2 separate regions of the Mus musculus genome follow, and region 1 is linked to region 2. Evidence: chromatin contacts called from public HiChIP or PLAC-seq data. All regions are on one chromosome and are shown on one strand. The core of a region is the stretch at or near the end of the contact, and the rest is flanking DNA. Distances in the headings are between cores, read along the strand shown.

The links. HiChIP or PLAC-seq counts read pairs in DNA pulled down with a chosen protein or histone mark.
Region 1: an H3K27ac HiChIP or PLAC-seq map of microglia shows a contact between it and region 2, with 3 times the contacts expected there. The contact joins two enhancer-like sites. A contact is called at or near these places in 2 of 115 datasets of contacts at active chromatin or transcription factors (memory CD8 T cells and microglia) and 1 of 9 other capture datasets (pancreatic islet).

What each region holds. Positions count from the first base shown.
Region 1 is chr4:149,839,799-149,846,112 of GRCm38.p6, reverse strand. No RefSeq gene overlaps it. Among named protein-coding and RNA genes, the nearest start is that of Gm42354, 52 kb to the right of the region's middle. Within about 2 kb of position 5,027, at least 62 of the 459 cell types and tissues checked have an H3K27ac peak or open chromatin away from gene starts, as enhancers often do. A contact at or near this core is called in microglia, where this site is marked.
Region 2 is chr4:149,706,564-149,712,451 of GRCm38.p6, reverse strand. No RefSeq gene overlaps it. Among named protein-coding and RNA genes, the nearest start is that of Tmem201, 29 kb to the left of the region's middle. Within about 2 kb of position 1,726, at least 148 of the 459 cell types and tissues checked have an H3K27ac peak or open chromatin away from gene starts, as enhancers often do. A contact at or near this core is called in microglia, where this site is marked.

The DNA of each region.
Region 1 (6,314 bases), core at 3,778-6,277, 130 kb before region 2:
GGGCTACATAGGAAGAACATGTCTCAAACAAAGAAACAAACTTAAGAGTATCTCACCCTAAGACACTTCTGCATCAAAGATCAAATTTCCAATGCATGATTTTGGGGGGATTTGCTCCAAACTCTAGCAAGCCCTGGGCAAAGTTTGTACCTTTGCTCTCTTCAATCTCATGGCTAAAGCCTCCTGCCTTTGGCAATGTACATGGCCCTGCTGAAGTTCATAAAGTAGCCCGGGTCCTCCAAGACTCTAACCCACAGACGTGCGCAGGGTTCTCCCAGCAGATCTGAACTAATTTTCGTTTGAAAAAGTCTTTTAAGAGTTTTGAGTGACCCCAAAGTAACCTCTTGATTTCTGTTTTGAAGGGAGAATATTTCCAGATCTGAGTGGCCGCAGGGCCAACACTAGACATCTTGGTTTTGTGACCTTAGCCCCACCCACTAAGCCTCTGCCCCGCCTGATTGCAGAAATGGACTTGAAGCAAAGACTTGTTGCAAAAGAAAAAAAAAAAAAGAGGTCTGAGATTTGAGATTTGCCCCATCAAGTCTTTTGAAACCAAACTGTCTACATTTTTAAGGGCTTGATGTCATAACATTCCCAAGTAAGACTACATTTTGAAAAAAACAGTGGTGTTTGTGTGTGTGTGCGCGCGCGCGCGCCTCTGTGTATGTGTTTGACTGTGTGTGAGTGTCTCTGTGTATATACGTGTCTATGTGTGTGTGAGTGTGTGTGTGTGTGTGTGTGTGTGTGTGTGTGTGTGTTGGAATGTGAGACGTTTAGCATAGACCTTAGGAAATCAACTCTTGAAATTCGAAATTTGAGATTCGTGGACAGAATGGGCCACGAGGCTGTGCTTGCCTCGGTGAGCTCATGTGATGTTGAGTCGGCCTGGGATTGTCTGGAAGTTAAATGTGAGCCTTCCGAAAAAGGCCAGTCCTCCCCGTGCCAGCTGTTGTTATTCTAAGTGCACTGTAAGCTGACATCTATTTAAAGTCTTCATACCTGGTTCGGGAACACTTCTTGTGTTCCGCTGAGTGCTCTGGACCTTGGACTTCTTTTCCAGCACCAGTTCTATGTCCAGGGTGCTTCCCTCTGCATGCTGACTGGAAAGGAAGACAGATGTGTGTGTGTGTGTGTGTGTGTGTGTGTGTGTGTGTGTGTGTACATATCAAGATCACAGTCATTTGTCTATTGCTGAAACTGGTCACAGGTAGAGACTAGATGACCCTACAAAGGGTGCTGGGGCTTGCTTGGGACAGAGGGGCCAGAAGACTGGATGAAGAAAATTGCTATTGTCACACTAGAGAGAAAACTATCTACTTTACCCCCTCACCCAGTACTTTGGATCCAGCATGCCTATATTAATAAACCCACATGTATAAACCTCAGAGGCCTTTGGAGAATCAGGTCTTGAGAAAGGAAGGAAACCCCAAAATGCTTCTACAAATAAAGGCTTTCACCATCAAACCTGGAGACCCAAGTTCAATTCCCCGAATCCACCTGGTAGGAGAGAACTGAATCCCATAAGTTGTCCTCTGACCTCTACACACACCACCAGCACCAGCACCAGCACCACCACCACAACCACTAAATAAGTATACTAAAAGAAGAGGAGGAGGAGGAGGAGGAGGAGGAGGAGGAGGAGGAGGAGGACAAGGAGGACACAGGAAGGAAACTTTCAGAGATCAGTTAGCCGCTGCCGGCAGGTGTTGTATACATGGTGCCACTGGCTTATAATCCAAGCACCCAAAAAGTGGAAGCAGGAGGCTCATCCTGGGTGGCTACAGAAGAAGAGAAGGGGAGGAAGAAAAGAAGAGAGAGGAAGAGAGACATGACAGAGAAAAGGAGTCTAAAGCCTGAACTAGAGTCAGAGCAGGGAAGCACTGAAGGACTCTGGCTTAACATCCCAAGATCCCTCATTCCTCTAGCAATCTCTCCCAACCTCAGAGCCTCCCCTCCCCTCCCCTCCCCTCCCCTCCCCTCCCCTCCCCTCCCCTCCCCTCCCCTCTGTCTACCCTCTCACCCTAGGCGACTGGAAAGAACAACTCTGACTCTGAATGGCACAGTAGAGCCAGGTGCCTGGACTGGCAGCGGATCTCAGACCAGAGCAAGGCCATGACTGTGGGGTTTGTGCCGGGCTCTTCGCGGTGGTCTTGCAGAGACGGGGCCCTTGGACTGAGGGGAGCAGAGACATTCCAGAGATTTTTCACGTGCAAACAGATATTTCCTTTGTGAGTTTCTAGACTAAATAACACTCCCTGTGTCTAAGGATCGGTGTGCTCTGCTGACCTGGGCCGGTTCTCTGCCGGTGGGAGGAAAGGGGAGCCCTCCTCCTCTGCCCACAGATTTGGAGCCAGAGATGGGGAAGAAGTAAAAAAAAACAAAACAAAAAACAAAAAACAAAAAACAAAAAACAAAAAACGGTGTCCTTATAAGAAAATACCTTCTGCTGCCACATATCTCCTTCAAACACTGAGGAAGTTTGTTGGCAGACCTTGGAGACAAAATGGCAAAGACTTTTCTAAGAAAATGTACCCAGCCCTCTTTACACATCTATATAGGAACACACTTAGCCAAGTTTACTTTCTGAGGGCGAGGGGTCTCATGTATCCCAGGCTGACCTCTAATTTGATATATAGCTGAAGGTGACCCTGAACTTCTGAATCTCCTTCCTCTCTGTCTTGAGTGCTGGGGTTACAGGCATGTACCACCCCACTGCACTGGGTGGAAGTGGTGCTGGGGGTGGAGCCTAGTGGTGCTGGGGGTGGAGCCTAGAGGTGTTGGGGTGGAGCCTAGGGCTTCATGCACCCTAGGGAAGGACCCCCTCAACTAGCCTTGCCATCTAGAGCAGTTTCAGGGTCACAGTCAAATGTGCAGACAGTAGGGAGTTGAGATTACCCACCCTGCACATGAGCTCCTGGGCCATAAACATCCTGAACCCACTGGGACATCCCGTGCCCATGAAACCACGTGACCGCACTGTTATTGCCCCAAGTGTGTATATCACATTAGGGTTCATTGTCAGAGTTTCACAATCCACAAGTATACTTCTGCTTCATTGTATCCTACAAGGGAGTTTCAGTGACCAATAAATTGTGTAAGCCGAGGCTGCATCCCAACCCCAGGCCACTCGGGATCTGTTTCCTGTTTCCACAGTTGTGTCTTTTCCAGAACGTTGGAATCAGAATTAGACAGACTTCTTCCACAGCGATGTGTGTCTCCTTTCTTCTCTTCTCTTCTCTTCTCTTCTCTTCTCTTCTCTTCTCTTCTCTTCTCTTCTCTTCTCTTCTCTTTTCTTTTTTCTTCTCTTCTCTTTTCTTTTCTTTTCTTTTCTTTACTTCCTCCTTCTCTTTTTGAGACAGAGACTCACTATGTAGCCTTGGCCAACCTAGACTTAGATCATATGGACCACAGGGACCCTGAAATCATAAAGATCTGCTCAACTCTGCCTCCCAAGTTCTGAGTTCAAAGGCATGCACCATCACACCTGGCTGCACACTCACACCTGACTTTCTCTTCATATTTCCATGGCTAAACCTCTGATTTTGCTATAGTAGTGACTAATTATCTAGATGTAGTGATTTTCTTTTCTTTTTTTTTTTTTTTTTTTTTTTTAGTTTGTTAACAAGGGAAAGCATCCCAAGAATAGCAGGGGGCTGGTGATCTTAAAGTAAGAAGAAGAAAAAAAAATCCAAGAACTTAGATTCTTAGTGAGTTTCACAATTTATGAATAAATTGTATTATAATAAAGGCTGTAATAGAATAAAAGCAAATCTGGCTTAAATAGAATAACTTCTAAATGGAATTTTTAATTTATTATATGTGTAAGTGTTTGCATATGTGTGTGGGTACACACAAGCCGCCGTGCACATGTGGAGGTCAGAAGACAACTTGCAGGGCTCAGTTTTCTTCTTCCAGCACATGAGTTCCGGAAACTGAACTAGGGTTGTCAGGCTGGACCTTTATCTGCTTGCTGAGCTATCGCCCTCTCAGGCTGCAGTAAGCAAACCATGGCACCAGAGGGCGCCTGACTCACGTAGTCCATAAGAACAGCAGAGCAGGGTATCTTAGCAGGCAGCTGAGGTACAGGTGAGCTCAGCTTACACTGGCAAGCTAAGCAAAGGGTGCCCTGAAGGAGGCCTCCCTCCCTCCTCTCTCCTCTTTATGTTATTTGTGTTCTTTCTTTGTTTGTTATTGTTAGGGGGACAATGTTATGACATGGGGTTCAGAGGGCAGCTTGAGGTCATTAGTTCATTGTTACACAGATCAAGCCCAGGTGCTCAGGCTTGCAAGGCAAGAGCGTCTACCCACTGAGCCATCTCCCCTCTCTCCTGCTCCTGGGGAAGAAACTGAAGCAGGAAGGAGTGGTACAAGTTTGAGACCCGCCTGGGCTACACAGAAAGTTCCAGATCCATGTCTTAGTTTACTGCTGTGAACAGACATCATGACCGAGGCAACCCGTATAAGGACATTTAATTGGGGCTGGCTTACAGGTTCAGAGGCTCAGTCCATTATCATCAAGGCAGGAGCATGGCAGCATCCAGGCAGGCATGGTACAGGAGGAGCTGAGAGCTCTCTATCTTCATCTGAAGGCTGCTAGCAGAAGACTGACTTCCAGGTTAGAATGAGGGTCTTATAGCCCACACCCACAATGACACACCTGCTCCAACAGGGCAGGAGGGCCTTGCTCAGACAAGGGTTAGTTCAAGGGCTAGCCTGGGTTATATAAGAACTCATCAAAAAAAAAAAAAATCAAGCCTAAATAAAGCCAATCCTATCATGAACAAAAGCTACTCCTTCCTGTTCACACTCCCCCCTATAAGAATCCAGCTGGAACCAGTGCCTTGGCTCCCACTGAGCCTCACTGTCTCCAACAGTGGGAGCTGACTGGACCGCACTAGACAGTGTGTTAAACACCACCAGGGCTGCTGAAGCTGTCTCTGCCAGATTCCTAGGAGGACTGCGGGGGTTTCCTAGCCCGTGGGAAGCAGGGCCAGCCTGTGCCTGGAGGCTGAGAGGGGGGAAGTTGGGCAATGCTTCTCCCTCCCACTGCCCGCACAGCCCAGGGCTCTAACTTCCCAAGTTCCCCAGGTCCCTGTGCCAAGGCTGGGGGGTATTTATAGTGCTGGCACATGCCGGGGGAGCCAGCAGAACAGCTGTTTTCTGATATGGGAAAAGGGAGCGATCTCTACTAGGAACTGTAGGAAAATGAGCCCAAAGAGGTCTGCCACTCAATGCTGCCCTCTCTGGGGAGGGGGCTTCAAATCCTGCAGCAACAGCATTTCCCACCCTCACGGCCCAGACAGTTGGTTCAGCTGGTGGCCCCGAATGCCAGGTGCTGAGTGGGCCCTGGGGCCAGGAGCATAAGGCCTTGTTCCTTACAGTGGCCAGGAGGAACAGTGTCGTGGAAACCATGAGTGAACATCCATCCAGTCCTAGGGAGCAAGAACCCAAGAGTCAACATAAGGGATGCAGCTATTCCTGGAGAGTGATGGCGGCGGGTATCAGGAGGGAGGGGGATAATGGGGCGACCCCAGGGCCAGCCAAAGTTTACCTGGCTTTTCAGGATTCATGTGAGAAGGTCAGATAGAATGGAGATTTGTGGGTCCACCCACAGACCTACCCATCCCCTCCTGGGGATCATAGAGGTTGGATACCTCTTCTGGTAGCATCATCTACATGCAAAGATGGTGCAGCTACGCCAGCTGCCTAGCAGAGAGTTGGAAACCACACAGGCTCACACACATGTACATACATACATACACTTACAAACACACACACACACACACACACACACACAGGACTAAAATGAGGATTAGAGCTGGAATAAGGGTCAGGGTTGAGGTAAAAGGTCAAGGGCCAAGTATGTAGATTCTCCCAAGATAGAGTTCTGGGGGGGGGGGGGGGAGTAAACTCTGTACTGCAGGTGATATCCAATCCAGAACCTTCCGCTCTGCAACACACACACTGACACTTCCCACACACCCAAACATGCACACACACACACACACACACACACACACACACACACACACACTGACACTTCCCACACACCCAAACATGCACACACACACACACACACTGACACTTCCCACACACCCAAACATGCACACACACACACACACACACATACACACACACACTGACACTTCCCACACACCCAAACATGCACACACACGCACATACACACATACACACACACACACACTGACACTTCCCACACACCCAAACATGCGCACACACACACACACACACACACTGACACTTTCCACACACCCAAACATGCACACACACACACTGACACTTCCCACACACCC
Region 2 (5,888 bases), core at 477-2,976:
GGAAAAGGGGACTTTGTAGTAGGTAACCTTGTCCCCAAAGTTGTTTTCCCTGTTTTTGGATGACTGTTGATAAAGCCCAGTTCCCACGACCCCCCTGTCAGGCTCCGCTAACTTGCTGGAGCCCCTCTGAGAACTCTGGGAACTGTTCCCTGGCTCTTTCTGACTTGTAATAAAGGACTAGACGTGACAGAGACAGTGGAGAGAGGAATGAATGGCCCAGGTCAGGGAGGGCACGGGGCACCCTGGCTGCACTGACCAGAAAGCGCTCAGAACACTGCCCTCTTGAGGTACAGTGTTGCCTAGCACCCAGGAAGCCCCAGCATCCCAGAAAGCCAGGGGCCTGTAATCCTAGCACTTCAGAGGCCTGGGCAGGAGGATCAGTGTCCGCCTCAGCTCTGTAGTGAGTTTGGGGCCAGTCTAGGATCCATGAGATTTTTTTCTCAAAACAAACGACAAAGATCCCCCTGTTCTCTTGAGGATTTATGTGGGAGCGGCTGGTGACATCTAGACCTTCTTCCCCTCTCAGTAAGCTGGAGGGAGGGCAGGGCTGAAAGTTCCCACCCTCTCCACACAGCTAGTTAGTTTCCCTTAGCAGCCAGCCCCATCCTCAGACTGTCCAGCAGCCCTCAGGCCTGGTCAGCCCTGGCCACAGAAAGACACCACTGCAGAATTTTCCAGGACGTTAGGAGCTGAGTGCAGGCGACTGGACAAAGGTCAAATATGCATGTGACAGCATTACAGGTACTGGCAGCTCTGGTGAGAGCCAGAGACTGAGGCACCCTCACCTGTCCCCACTTGCGACACCCACCTAGCTGACCTATCCTGGGTCTCTTCAACAGGTCCCAAGTCTACTTTTCTGGGAAGGACTTGATTGGCCTCGCTGGAATCCGAGCCTCCATTCTGGTCCAGTAAGTTATGGCCATGAGTCAAGTTTGTCTGCTGGTTGCCCACCTTCTTGATTACAAAGGGGAAGAGTTGCCAAAAACAGGCCAGACTAACAGGCTAGAAGCTAACTGTGTCCATGTGAGTTCATCCTGTTTTGGTCTTGCTTAACACACACATACATACAACACACAAACAGACACACACATATCATCCACAATACACACACATATACAACGTGCACACCAATACAAGACAAGACACATATATACACAAACATAACACACACACTTAATATACCAACAGACATACACAAATACACATATATACACATATATAAAATGTATAAAATGCACAACATGAAAAACAGACACATACACCATATACAATACAGAGCCACATACAGAAACACACAGCACACACAACACAGAGAAACACAAACATAAGAGAGACAAGCACATACACACACACAAACACAGCACACAAGCAAGCACATGCACACATATACACAGAAACACACACACACAGCACACAAGCAAGCACATGCACGCTTGTTCAATCTCTTTAGATTTCCTTTATTTTTTATTTATTTTTTATTTTTTGATTGAACTCACGTCCTCTGGAAGATCAGTCAGTGCTCTTAACTGCTGAGCCACCTACCTGTCCAGCCCCTCCTCTGCTTTTCTAAGACATCCTCATTCCTGTTGCCCTCTTTAATGGTTCTGTCCTCAGCCCTACCTTCTGCCCCTCTCCTGTTTTGCTGTCCCTCCTCTAGGTGGCTCCCTAGGACTCCTCAGTGTATGAACGATCAGTCAGTTAACCACACCAGACTCTGTAGAGCAGAGGCACAGAAGCGATGTGGAAAGCTGTGCTCTGATGTTAGCTTGTCTGGGCTTACCCGTGTAAGGAAGCAAGGCTGCCCCAGGCTCCGCCCACAGGGAAGTTAGCCATTGTGGGACTCTCTTCTAGCCCTGCCTGAGAATTTCTTGGCCAGGCTTTTTCTTGTAGAGCTGTGATGGCCATGGCCATTCCCTGCCTGGTGCCGGGACTTTGGCAGAGCCATGTCCCTAAGGATGGGATGACACAGTTTGCTTCTCAGATCTCCATCCATCATAAAGCCCTAGTGGATTACCTGAAATTTATACTTTGCTTAGTTATGTGTACAGGGCTCTGGTAGAACATGGTGGTATTCTTTTTGTTGTGGTTGTTGTTGTTTTTGGTTTTTTGTTGTTTTGTTTTGTTTGTTTTTTAAAGATTTATTTATTTATTATATGTAAGTACACTGTAGTTGTCTTCAGATACACCAGAAGAGGGCATCAGATCTCATTATGGGTGGTTGTGAGCCACCATGTGGTTGCTGGAATTTGAACTTCGGACCTTCGGAAGAGCAGTTGGGTGCCCTTACCCACTGAGCCATCTCACCAGCCCCTGTTTTTGTTTTTTGAGGCAGGGTTTCTCTGTGTATCCCTTCCTGTCCTGGAACTCACTTTGTAGACCAGGCTGGCCTCGAACTCAGAGATCCGCCTGCCTCTACCTCCTGAGTGCTGGGATTAAAGATGAACACCACTGCCAGGCAGTGTTGGCACACGCCTTTGATCCCAGCACTTGGGAGGCAGAGGCAGGCGAATTTCTGAGTTCCAGGGCAGCCTGGTCTACGAAGTGAGTTCCAGAACAGCCAGGGCTACACAGAGAAACCCTGTCTCGAAAAAAACAAAACAAAACAAAACAGGAGACAGAGGCAGGTGGATCTCTCTCTGAGTTTGAGGCCAGTCTGGATTTCAGAGCAAGGTCCAGGAGCTACACGGAGAAACCCTGTCTAAAATAAAATAAAATGTGTATAGGGGCTGGAGAAATTCAGTGGCTAAGAGCACTGACTGCTCTTGCAAAGGACCCAGGTTTGGTTCCCAGCATCTACATGGTGACTCACAACCACCTGTAACTCTAGTTGCGGTCTTCTGACCTCCATGTTTATCAGGCACACATGTGGTGTGTGTGTGTGTGTGTGTGTGTGTGTGTGTGTGTGTGTGTGTGTGCAAGCAGGCAAAACACTCATAGCCAGAAGAATAAAATAAATACATATACTAAGATGAAAAATTACGTGTATATATGTGTCTATGTAGCAATCCCTGCAAAGGCCATAGGAGAACATCAGATCCCCTGGAGCTGAAGTTACAAGCAGCTGTGGACTGCTCAATGGGAGAAGCAAACTTGAGTCCTCTGCAAAAACAAACAGAACCAGCTCCTAAGGTCAGCATTGTCTCTCCAGCCCCATCTCTGCAATGTTTATTTGGAGTCATACCTCTTGTCTAGGCCAATGCCTTGAAATCCTGTCCACTTGAATCTTTAGCCTTAAAGTGGGCAGGCCCCAGGGTGTGGGCTTCCAAGCAGTAGAGGAAGAGTTGTCAGCTCAAGGGTGGGATGGGGAAACCATTTTCCAGATGGGCGTGGAAGGCTTTCTCTTTCATTTCTTGGAAGATGACTTCCCCTCCAGCAGTTTCCAGAAGGCCCCAGGCTTGCTGTCTAACAGGAGGAGATAGTTTACAGGGACCAGTGGTCAGAGTCATCAGCCCGATGATGGCTCTTCTTAAAGAAATCTGTTCCCTTGCCGGGAGCAGTGTGCCAGTTTAGGGTTCCACATAGGGTGTGTCTTCTGCCATGTATTTGAGCCTTAGTAGTCTTTGACTCTAGGCGGGGAAAAAAGAATATACCTTTACAAAGTTAAATATAAACTGGCCAGTGGTGGTGGACTCCTTTAATCCCCACATCAGGGAGGTAGAAGCAGGTGCTGGGGTCTTGGGCTTACTCCACAAGCACTGTATAAGACCTACACCCCAGCTCTCTTTCTTTTTCTTGAACAGACAGAATAATCCTGAACCTAGTCTTACAGCACCTAGGAAGGCTGGTAGACATAAGTACAAGCCTGCCTATCTTGTTACTAAGTTTCTTAATGGTTGTCCCAACCTGGAAGTCACAGGAGGCCAATGATCCTAGCAGAGCCGGTCTGGTACCATGTAATACGGGTGGCCAGCCTCCAAGCCAAGAACAGAGAATTCCCTACTTCCCCTTGCCTGGCCTCAAGTCAGCTAATTTCCTATTTTCTTTGGTTCTCATAGCATTCCCTGGGAAATTACAGATGGACTCCCGTCTCAGTTTGGGCTTTATTGCTGTGAAGAGACAGTATGACCATGGCAACTCTTATAAAGAAAAACATTTAATTTAACCTAATCAGAGGTTTGGTCCATTATTAGTCCATTATGTCAGGAAGCATGGCAGCCTGCAGGCCAACATGGTGCTGGAGAAGGAGCTGAGAGTTCTACATCTTGATCTGAAGGCAGGAGAAGGAGACTGTGTCTAGATGTGGCTACAGCATAGAAGACAAAGCCCGAGCCCACAGTGACACATATCCTTCAACATATCCTACCTCCTAATAACGCTACTCCCTGTGGGCAAGTATCCAAACACATGAGTCTACAGGGGCCAGTCCTCTGTCAACCATCACATCCCACTCCCCAGCCTCCATAGGCTTGTAGCCATAGCAAAATGCAAAATGTGTTTAGTCCAACTTCCAAGTCCCCATAGTCTACCACAGTTTCAACAATGTTTAAAATTCTCTTCTGAGATTCATGGCAGTCTCTTAACTGTCACCCCCTATAAAATCAAAATCACAGAACAGATCCTGTGCTTCCAAACTATAACGGCCCCGGGGTAGACATTGCCATTCCAAAACGCAGGGACGGGACCACAGTGGGGAAAACCCTGGACCAAAGAAGACCAAGCCCAACTGGGCAAACGCCAAGCTTTTCATCTCCGTGCCCTGACGTCATGTCTCACACTCCTTTCAGCTTTGTCGTCTGCAATATACGTCTTTCTCTTGGGCCAGTTCCACTCCCTGTCAGCAGCTCTCCTTGACAGGAGCCCACAACTCCAGCATCTCTAACCTCTTGGGGGTCCTCAAGGCAATCCAGGCTCCACCTTCACAGCTTCATGCAATGACCTCCATGCAGAGACAGCCCTGCCACACAAGCCTGGCCTCTGCGGCTTTCCTTAGTCTCAGAGATTCCACATTCTCCTTTTTCTATCATTGACTCTAAGGCCAGAACCACATGGCCAAAACTGCCGCGTTCTGCAGCTTGCTGGGGCTGGACCATGGCCCCCTTGTTCAATGACATCATCACCAGCTTTCTGCTTCGGATAGTTTCCTTCACTGCCTGAGCTTGTCGGTTCCTCTGTAGACCAGGCTAGCCTTAAACTCAGAGATCTGCCTGCCTCTGTCTTCGGAGTGCTGGGACTAAAGCCGTGTACCACTGTGCCTAACATGTTCTTTAATTCCTTTTCACAGGATGGAAGCTTAGTTGCATGGAGTCTTCCCTGAGGTCATCATCTCCTTAATTCCATTTAAGATCTATTTTTAAAAAATATTTATTTATTTTATGTCTGTGAATACACTGTTGCTCTCTTCAGACACCTGAAGAGGACATTGGATCCCACTACAGATGGTTGTGAGCCACCATGTGGTTGCTGGGAATCGAATTCAGACCCTTTGGAAGAGCAGACAATGCTCTTAACTGCTGAGCCATCTCTCCAGCCCCCCATTTAATATCTTTAATCTGTTTATCTCCTTGAACAAAGGATTTAGCTCTCTTCCACTTCCTGTTGTCCCTTTAATCCCTGAACCACCATTTTCTTTCTTTCTCTCTACTCTCTGTCTTGTTCTCAGTCTCTGTCTCTGTCTCTGTCTCTGCCTCTCTCTTTTCTGAGACAGGGTTTGCCTGTGTAACAGTCCCGCCTGTCCTGGAACTCGCTTTTTGTAAACCAGGCTGGCCTTGAACTCACAGAGACATGCCTGCCTCTGCCTCTGCCTCCCGAGTGCTGAGATAAAGGCGAGAGGCACCATGGCTAATTTGAAGAACATTTCATCAAAATGATCTTCCTAAGAGTTCAGACAAGGGCGGAAGCTCTAGGCCACACGCTATCATTCCTCGCCTCGGAAACCTCTTGAGCCAGGC